2 separate regions of the Mus musculus genome follow, and region 2 is linked to region 1. Evidence: chromatin contacts called from public Hi-C data. All regions are on one chromosome and are shown on one strand. Each heading gives the region's core, a stretch centred on a gene start, on an enhancer-like site or on the middle of the called end of the contact. The rest is flanking DNA. Distances are from core to core; before and after follow the strand shown. Region 1 has its middle 14 kb from the start of Gm41071. Region 2 overlaps Snx18 (sorting nexin 18).

Region 1 (4,056 bases), core at 654-3,153:
TGCAGGAGGAGTTAGGCAGAGGCAGGCAGATTTCTGAGTTTGAGGCCAGCCTGTTCTACAAAGTGAGTTCCAGGACAGCCAGGGCTACACAGAGAAACCCTGTCTCAAAAAACCAATTAAAAAAAAAAAAGAGTTCTACAGCTTCACCTGAAGGCTGTTAGCAGAATGCTCACTTCCAAGCAGCTAGGATAAAGGTCGTAAAGTCCACACCCACAGTGCCACATCTACTCCAACAATGCCACACCTTCTAATAGTGCCACTCCCTGGGCTGAGTACCCATGGATACTAAAGGGCAATGGTCTGGATGCTGGAGATGCCAACAGATGAAGGAACTACTGGAAGTTCAATGGGTAACAGTAATGCAAAGGACATCTCAGAGGACAACTAGGTCTTACCAAGGAGAGTTATTCTAGTTTGACAATATCCCATGGATGATCTCATGGATCCCATGAGAGAAAAGACAGCCTCCTTTTCATTTAAATCACAGCAGAAAGCAGATGGTCCACCTATGGTGGGAACTTAAGGTACATATAATAAATGAATTACTGTCCCAGGCAAGGGCCAAGTCTAGGGAATCCACTAGTAACAGTGAAGCCACGAACCAGCCACAGCAACTCATCCCTCCCCCAGATACAGGGACCCTCAAGCCTACTCCACTTGACCCCCTGACCTCATTCACATCCTGACTCTTCTTTTCTCTCAAAACTGTTAAACTTTTGAAATCTTAGCCTGTTGTAAGATGTTTAAACCAGTCTTTTCTTTACCCTTATTTTATCGAGAGATTGAAATCTGCCAGCCTAGCTCCAGTCACAGCAGAGTTGAAACAGACCTCTGCCTTGGAGCATGGTAACAGTGTCTAGCCTTCCATCAAGAGCTTTTACTTCCTTGAGTAAAACAAGATAATGTGAAATGATCACACAACAGTCACCCGAAACTGCTTTGACATACTGAGATCCAAGAGCTCTTGGTAGAAATGAGCAGAATTCCTGTCCATTGGGAACCAAACCTAGCCCATGGGTTGCAAGGTTTTACCTTGTGTAGTAGCCAAGGGCAAGTCAATCCAAGTCTAGACTGATGAATGTAGGGTAATTCCAAGATCTGTGATCACTGAAACCAAGCCTTCTGGCCTTCTTGGAAATTTCCTCACTACGTATGGTTTGAACTCTCATTTTTGACAAAAGACTTACTTTCTCTGGATCTCAATTTCATTTATTTTTCACTTGTTCAAGAAATTATTTTTTATACATAGTGGGGCAACAGTGGCCCAAAGAATCAAGCAAGGTGGCACAGGTCTATTATCCCATTTAGGAGATTGAGGCAGGAGGATTATAAAGTCAGACTAGGCTTCATAGTGGGAGCCTGAAAATAAAATAAAGAGAAACGAAACCAAAAATGGCCCAAAGTAAGATTAGACCCAAACACTGGAGTTGTGTCAAGATGACTTATCCGACGTCATAAGTCACTTCTGAATCTAATTATTGATAAGTAACCCATTGAGTGGACTGGACTGGTCCAGTTCTGTGCAATGCAGGGTTCCCTGGGACATTACCTTGCTCTATCACAAAACTGCAAATGACATGGAAATAATAGTTGGGGGGGGGGGCTTGTTCTTATCTGATCACAGCAGTCCTTTGAGGCTTTGGACTTAGCTCCCTGCCAGGAACACTCTCCGTCCTCTCCCTCATTCGCTCACTGGTCAAGTCTACTTCAAAAGCTCCCTTCCAAGTAAAGCAAAGGTCACAACACCACTGACCAGAAGCAATCTGAAGAGTCACTCGACTCGCTCTGTGTTAGCAGGGTGATGTATCCCTCCAGGAGGAGGCGGTGGGTACCACGTCAGTTTCCATGGAAGTGTTAACAGACTTCCTAAAGGATGCAGTTTCCCAGCAGGACACCCGAAGCCGACTGCAGAATGAAAGCGTGCCGCATGCAGTTCCATCTGCTTCACATTATGTTTGCCAGGAGACAAATGTACAGCCCTCCGACTCCAAAAATATGTGTCGGTCTTAGCCAAAAATACATTTGTTCTTGGATTCATAAAAAATTCAGGCCATGTGAAATATGTGAGGAGCATGCACTCTCATGAAAAATACTGACTGAAAAGAAAAAAAGAACTCCTTAAAAGCTTTCATTGAGAAGCAGCAAGGTTGGCGCAGCTCTGGGCATAGGAAGAGAAGCAGAATGGGAAATAAGAAAGCTTTGCCCTTGGTGGGGAAATATTATATGGACCACCTCCTAGCATCCCAGAAAGGCCATGAGCAGCCATAGGTCAGGGTCTCCCCACTTCTGCGTGGGGTTACTTAAAAAGCCAGAGGCAAGGCCTATCAACTCTGAACTCTTGGTTTTGGTATCTGTGGGGTTTTTCAACATATCTGTGTTCAAGAGCCAGTTTTATTTTTCTTTTTCTCCAGTTCACAATGGGCCAAAGCTCTTATAAAATTATAATAAGAATGGATTACTAAAAACAAAGGAAATACAAATAATATAGAACATGAGCCTCTATTTTGAAATCACATCAGATTCAACACACATAAAGTTATGTTTGCCAATTGTAGCCAGAGGCCATTTTGAGAGTGTGACCATCAGGACTGGAACCAAAGCAGCATAGGCATCCCTGTTCCCTCTCCCAGCACAAGATGACACTTTGGGGCTGCCTATTCTGTGTGGTCTGGGTCCCACCATGTCCCTGAATCAAGAAGAGGAGGCCCCTGTAGAGGAACTGTCCAGGAGACACAAAATACAGAGGAGAAAGACTTTCCAGGAGAGTCTCAAAGGTAAGGAGAGGACAAAGGCCTAGCTCCAACTTCTCCATGACAAGACTCAAAGGCCAAAAGTACTTTGACTGAGGGCACAGCAGTCTCACGAGTGCCAAGATGAACAGCAGCTGCTATATGCAGGACCGACAAGAAGTTGGTGACTGGTAACCCCATGCATGCCTTCCCACAGCGTGTGCCCTAGAGAATATCCTCACTCAACAGCAGCAAGCTCTCAGGTAACCTGGCTCTCTCTTCACTCATTAGATTCTCTGTATCATGGGCAAGCATGGACTAAGCATCTTGCCGGACCTCAGTTTACTAGCCCAGAAAAACAATGCATCTTCTGGGGGGTTGCTGAGAAGATGAGGTGGGTTGAGAGGAACTCTGAGTTCATTTCTTTAGTTAGCTTGAGATTCCCACAATCCCATTGGGTCCAGCAAGGCACCTAGACATAGAAAAGTATAAATTGAATAAACCATGTAGAAGGTGGACACGGGTCCCAAGTTTGTACTTGAGAAGACTAAGCCAACGTTACAGGACTCATTGCTAAGGACTAACAAGAACAGCAGAATATGTAAAGAACTGACTGGGAATCCGGATGTCAATAGAGGGGGAAAGTAGGTAACATACAGATACTATGCTAACAAGCTGAGAGGATGTGCCAGAGCCCTGATGGGACAGTGGAGCTATTCTAGAGTCCAAAGCGAGACACTTGTGTCCTCCATGGCCTGCAAGTCACAATGCTGAGTATGTAATCCTGAGTCTTCTTTAGCAAGCTCTAAACTCAAGGATCTACCTTTGCCATATCCAGGCAACATACGTCATTGTTGTTGTGTCAATGAGCACAGTGGTCATTTATTAGATTCGTATTTTTTAGTACAACTGATTTAATCTACATTTAAAATTTTTCCCATCATGTCTATGAGATGGCTCACAAGATCAAGACGATAGCTGCCAATCCTGATGCCCTGGGTTCAATCCCTGGACTACACGTGAGCAGCGGACTGACTTGTCGCTTCCTTATGTGTGATGTGGCACATCCTCTAACTCCCAAACACACAATTTAAAAGTACGTAAATGTAACAAAGCAGTTGTTTGTTTCGAGGCAGGATTTCTTTGTGTAGCCCTGGCTGCCCTGGAACTTACTCTCTAGACCAGGCTGGCCTCGAACTCACAGAGATCCACCAGCCTCTGCCTCCCCGGTGTTGGTATTAAAGACCCAGCAACAAACAATTTTTAATGAAAAAATGTTTTAAAACATCTCTTGCACTTAAGGCCTGGTAGCTACTTAGCTTTTAGG
Region 2 (4,056 bases), core at 682-3,181, 190 kb before region 1:
CCCAGTACTCTGGGAAGAGAGGAGCCAGCAAGGTCACCGCGCCTGCTAACTCTGGTCTTGCTCCAAGTTCAGTGAGATAATGTTATAAGGGAATAAGGTAGAGAATGATAAAATAGGACACCACACTCACATACATCCTTGATATCCATCCTCCCTCGACATACACGTATGTGTGCATGGATGTGTGAGCGCAGCACACACCGTGTACACCACACAAGCCTGTGTGAGCACACCAGCAGTCTGCAGCCAGAAGGGAGCAACATTGGCTGACCTGTAGGCAGGACGGGCTCCCCTCTGCCCACCGTCCCTGCTTGCCTGTCCAGGCACTCGCTCCTTTTCTGCTGAGTCAGGGTATTTGCTCTGAAATCAGGTACACATTCAGACCCCACCTCTTACTACGGGGTTACCTGGGTGACTCTCAGGTTCACGTAGGGAGCAGCTCTCCATTTCCCTTGTTCAAGTAGGAGTAGTAATATCTGCTGTAAGCTGTAGCAAGGGCAGGAGCAGTGTGCATGGTGCCTAGCCTATACCGGGGCTGTTTTTGACAATGATCCCTTAATTTATCTCCTTCCTATATCCCCACTACCCTTATCACAACACATGGCATCTTGCTGACCCTTTGAGCAACCGTAGTGAAGCTAGCCTGTGGGGCATTTTCTGTCATGACATACTTGTGGTACCTTTGGGAAGGCACATCTGGCTCCCATTCAGAATTCTGAGCTTTGTAGTATTGTGTCACTGAGTCTGGCTGGTGTGCCAGTCCTGAGTGTGCTTGCCTGCCACATGGTCCCCTGGTGAGCTCACAGAGGGTTGGGGCTAGAGTACGCGTGTTAGATTTTACCTGTTCTGCAGAGTCAGCATGTTAAACCCGTTAGGTTTGCTTGCCATCGGTATTCCTTAACTGCGTTAAGGCCATTACATGGGTTGTAAAAATAACCGCTCTGTACTGTTTACCTAACAGAGTCACAGGTGGAAGAACACTCAGTCCTGAATTTTTTTCTTGGCCCCTTGAACAAACACTCACACTTGGAAGCCTTGGCAATTCTGTCTGTTCAGAGTTCCTTATCCTTTAGCTTAGAGGACATTCACCCGCTCCTGGGCCATGTTTCACTCCTGAGCTCTCTTGACGGCTGGGAGCCAGAACACCGCAGTGAGACAAATGTTATATACTGCACAGGCACCTGAGCAGGGCGTGCACTGTGCAGCCATGGGGAGCACACATGGCTCGGTGGTCAGTGGTAGAGCTCATCTCTTGTGTTTGCGTCCTGGACTATGGTCTCCAGAAGCACACAGTCAAATCACAAAGGCCTCCCCTCTTCCCTCCATGTCATTTTAAAACGTGGATTTTTTTTTATCTTTGGGAGTCTTTTGAGATTTTTTTTTTCTCTAGAGTGTTGCCTCTCTGAGTTCCCGGTCTTTTCATTTTTTATATCTGTACATACATGGGAAGCCTGCACAAACGTAACAGAGACACTCACTGTATTACAAAACTGCATGCGGCTGGGAGGGGTCTTTTTACCATGAAGCAGGCAGGGCCAGGCACGGTGCACATCTTTAATTCCGCACTCAGGAGGTAGAGGCAGACCTTTCTCTGTGGGTTTCCTCTCCCCCTTCCCCCAGTCTACAAAGGGAGTTCCAGGCCAGCTAGGAGTTTACAGTAAGACCCTGTCTCAAAACACACAAGCAACGATACAGAGCAGGCACATGCTAAAACTTCACTGATGCTGTCAGGCTAGGAGAAAGGTTGAAGGTGTCATACTTCCTTAGCTGAGCAGGGGTAAGGGGCAGTCTTGAAACCATGAGTTGCTTCAGGGGGATCCTTGCCGCCTCTCTGCCTAGCAAAGCATCTTTCTCAGTGACAGGGTGGAATGATGCCCGCACGGATGTCTGCCCCTGCTGGGCTGTGCCCTGCTGCTCTGGGACTCTGCCCATCTCAGTGAAAGATCTCATTTAGAAAGAGCTCATGAAAAATGTGTGGTATGTACGTTCCTCCACAGACGTGCATTTCTCTTGGTAAAATCTGCTGTTGGCGGGTTTTCACTTCCACTCTGGATAGTGTGAAGCAGGGCGGGGCCACCCCAGAGCGCAGTGGTAGAAGAGTGTGGCATATGTGAGGTGAGCCTGCATTTTCTACAAAAAGTACTAACATAGCATTTTGAAAAGCACACTGTTTATTTAGCCTTAGTTGAATACTGGTTTGCTCTCTTAATTTTCAGATTTGAGGGTAATTAGAGACAAGGTGAGCTCCGGGTAAACGCAAGCTCATAACTGAATAGGTTTCTCCTCGACATTGCACTCACAGACTGCTGGGTCACCCTCCTGGCTTCCACGTTCTCTAGTCTCTGCCTTTTAGATTGCTTAAGTTGTATGAGTTCTAGATGCCTTTGACATCTCCATTCTAAAACTGCTGAAATGTGCTCAGACCATGTGAGCGTCAACCTTGTTCAGCCCTGAAGCCAGTAGATACTTTCATGTCCTGCCTCCTCTGCCTTCCGTGTGGCATGTGCTTCGGAGGGAGAGTCACCTCTTGTGTGGCCCCTGCCAAAATGACCGATCCCACCCTGCCCAGCAGTACTAGATAAGAAGCTGTGGTACCCTTGGTGACCTTCTGAAGCAGTCATTAGAGCAAACTTAAAACCCACGCAAGTCTCCCAGACGATGCTGCTGCCAGACTAGGCATCCGTTACCCCCTCCCCATCCCCCCGCTGCTGTCAGGCACATCATGTAGGCTCGGGCTCTGGGTAAACCTGGCATGAACTTGGGTGCCCTGACAGCTTCATTGTACCCTGGCAACACTACCCAGACACCCTCCCTTCCCCCACCATCGTTTGATTTCCAGCTTGAGTTGGTATTGACAGGCTTCAGAGACGGCTCTGACCTTATACAGTAGCACTGTGGTGACATTTCTTTTCCTCAGGAAAGGGGACTCAGCCTTTATAAGGTATTATAATGATTCTCTTAATATGCAGGGGTATAATAGTCTTAAGCACTGTAAAAACGAAAAGTATGGTTTGGGGGTTTATCTTTAGGACAAATTTTTGTACCTTTTTGTTAAGTACAGAGGCTTGGTCAGCATGGAACATTGGTTGGAGCGCTGGTCAGGCTGCTTTATAAATTGGTATTTACAGTCACCATTTTGAATTCCAAAGGCTGCTGAAAAAGTTTAGGCAAATACTGACGGTACCCAAGTTCCTGTTACTTAGCTATGTCATTGGGATTTGTGCATGTGTGTGTGTGTGTGTGTGTGTGTGTGTGTGTGTATGTATTTTAATTAATTGTTGTCTTTGACCACAGGAGCTCTTACCAAAGTAAAGGAGAGTAGGCGACACGTGGAAGAAGGGAAGATGGAGGTCCAAAAAGCTGACGGCATTCAAGACCGCTGTAACACTATTTCCTTCGCCACGTTGGCCGAGATTCATCACTTCCATCAAATTAGAGTAAGAGACTTTAAATCACAGATGCAACATTTTTTACAACAACAAATAATATTTTTCCAAAAAGTGACCCAGAAGTTGGAAGAGGCGCTTCACAAATACGACAGCGTCTAATGACTGCACATGGGACCGCGCTCTTGTTTTCAGTTGAACGATAATTTCCACAGCAGAACAAAACCTGCCTTCTCAGAGCTGTTGCCAACTCTAGGTGGTACAAGGACGGCTTTGTGTTCAGCCGAAACCGGCTGGATATATAATTATGTAGGAAAGAAGCAGTTAATATGGCTATGTAGCAGAAACAGTACCACACTTTGTAACTAAATTATACTATGTATGCCTACACTACCATTGTAACTTTTGGATAATGATTATACTATTTGCCTTATTGCTTTTTGAAGTATGGGTATATTAGTGTATACTTTGTAGACCTCAAAACCCATGAAGAGTCTCAAAGAAGCTGGCTGGATAAAAGCCTGCTGTGGATGCCTTTTTAGTCTCAGAGATCGAGACTACCTAAATCCAACCTATTCTCTGTTTACAAACTCCAACCGGAGCAGCTATGCGACTTTGTGCCTTTAGTCCGCTTGTTTTCCTTTCTGTCCCACCTGGGTTCGAGCCCCCA

Evidence for each region. A called contact is a pair of places that touch in the nucleus more often than the background predicts.
Region 2: a contact with region 1 is called in a Hi-C map of cerebellum, with 1.8 times the contacts expected there. The contact joins two enhancer-like sites. A contact is called at or near these places in 8 of 484 Hi-C or Micro-C datasets (bone marrow-derived macrophages, cerebellum, cortical neurons and 5 more), 7 of 115 datasets of contacts at active chromatin or transcription factors (the HPC-7 cell line, cardiomyocytes, embryonic stem cells and 2 more) and 1 of 9 other capture datasets (bone marrow-derived macrophages).

What each region holds. Positions count from the first base shown.
Region 1 is chr13:113,407,923-113,411,978 of GRCm38.p6, reverse strand. No RefSeq gene overlaps it. Among named protein-coding and RNA genes, the nearest start is that of Gm41071, 14 kb to the left of the region's middle. Within about 2 kb of position 1,903, at least 22 of the 459 cell types and tissues checked have an H3K27ac peak or open chromatin away from gene starts, as enhancers often do. A contact at or near this core is called in cerebellum, where this site is marked.
Region 2 is chr13:113,594,101-113,598,156 of GRCm38.p6, reverse strand. Snx18 (sorting nexin 18) reads left to right here. Exons shown (of 2, transcript NM_130796.4): 2 at 3,295-4,056. The coding sequence ends at 3,548. Among named protein-coding and RNA genes, the nearest start is that of Snx18, 22 kb to the left of the region's middle. Within about 2 kb of position 1,931, at least 84 of the 459 cell types and tissues checked have an H3K27ac peak or open chromatin away from gene starts, as enhancers often do. A contact at or near this core is called in cerebellum, where this site is marked.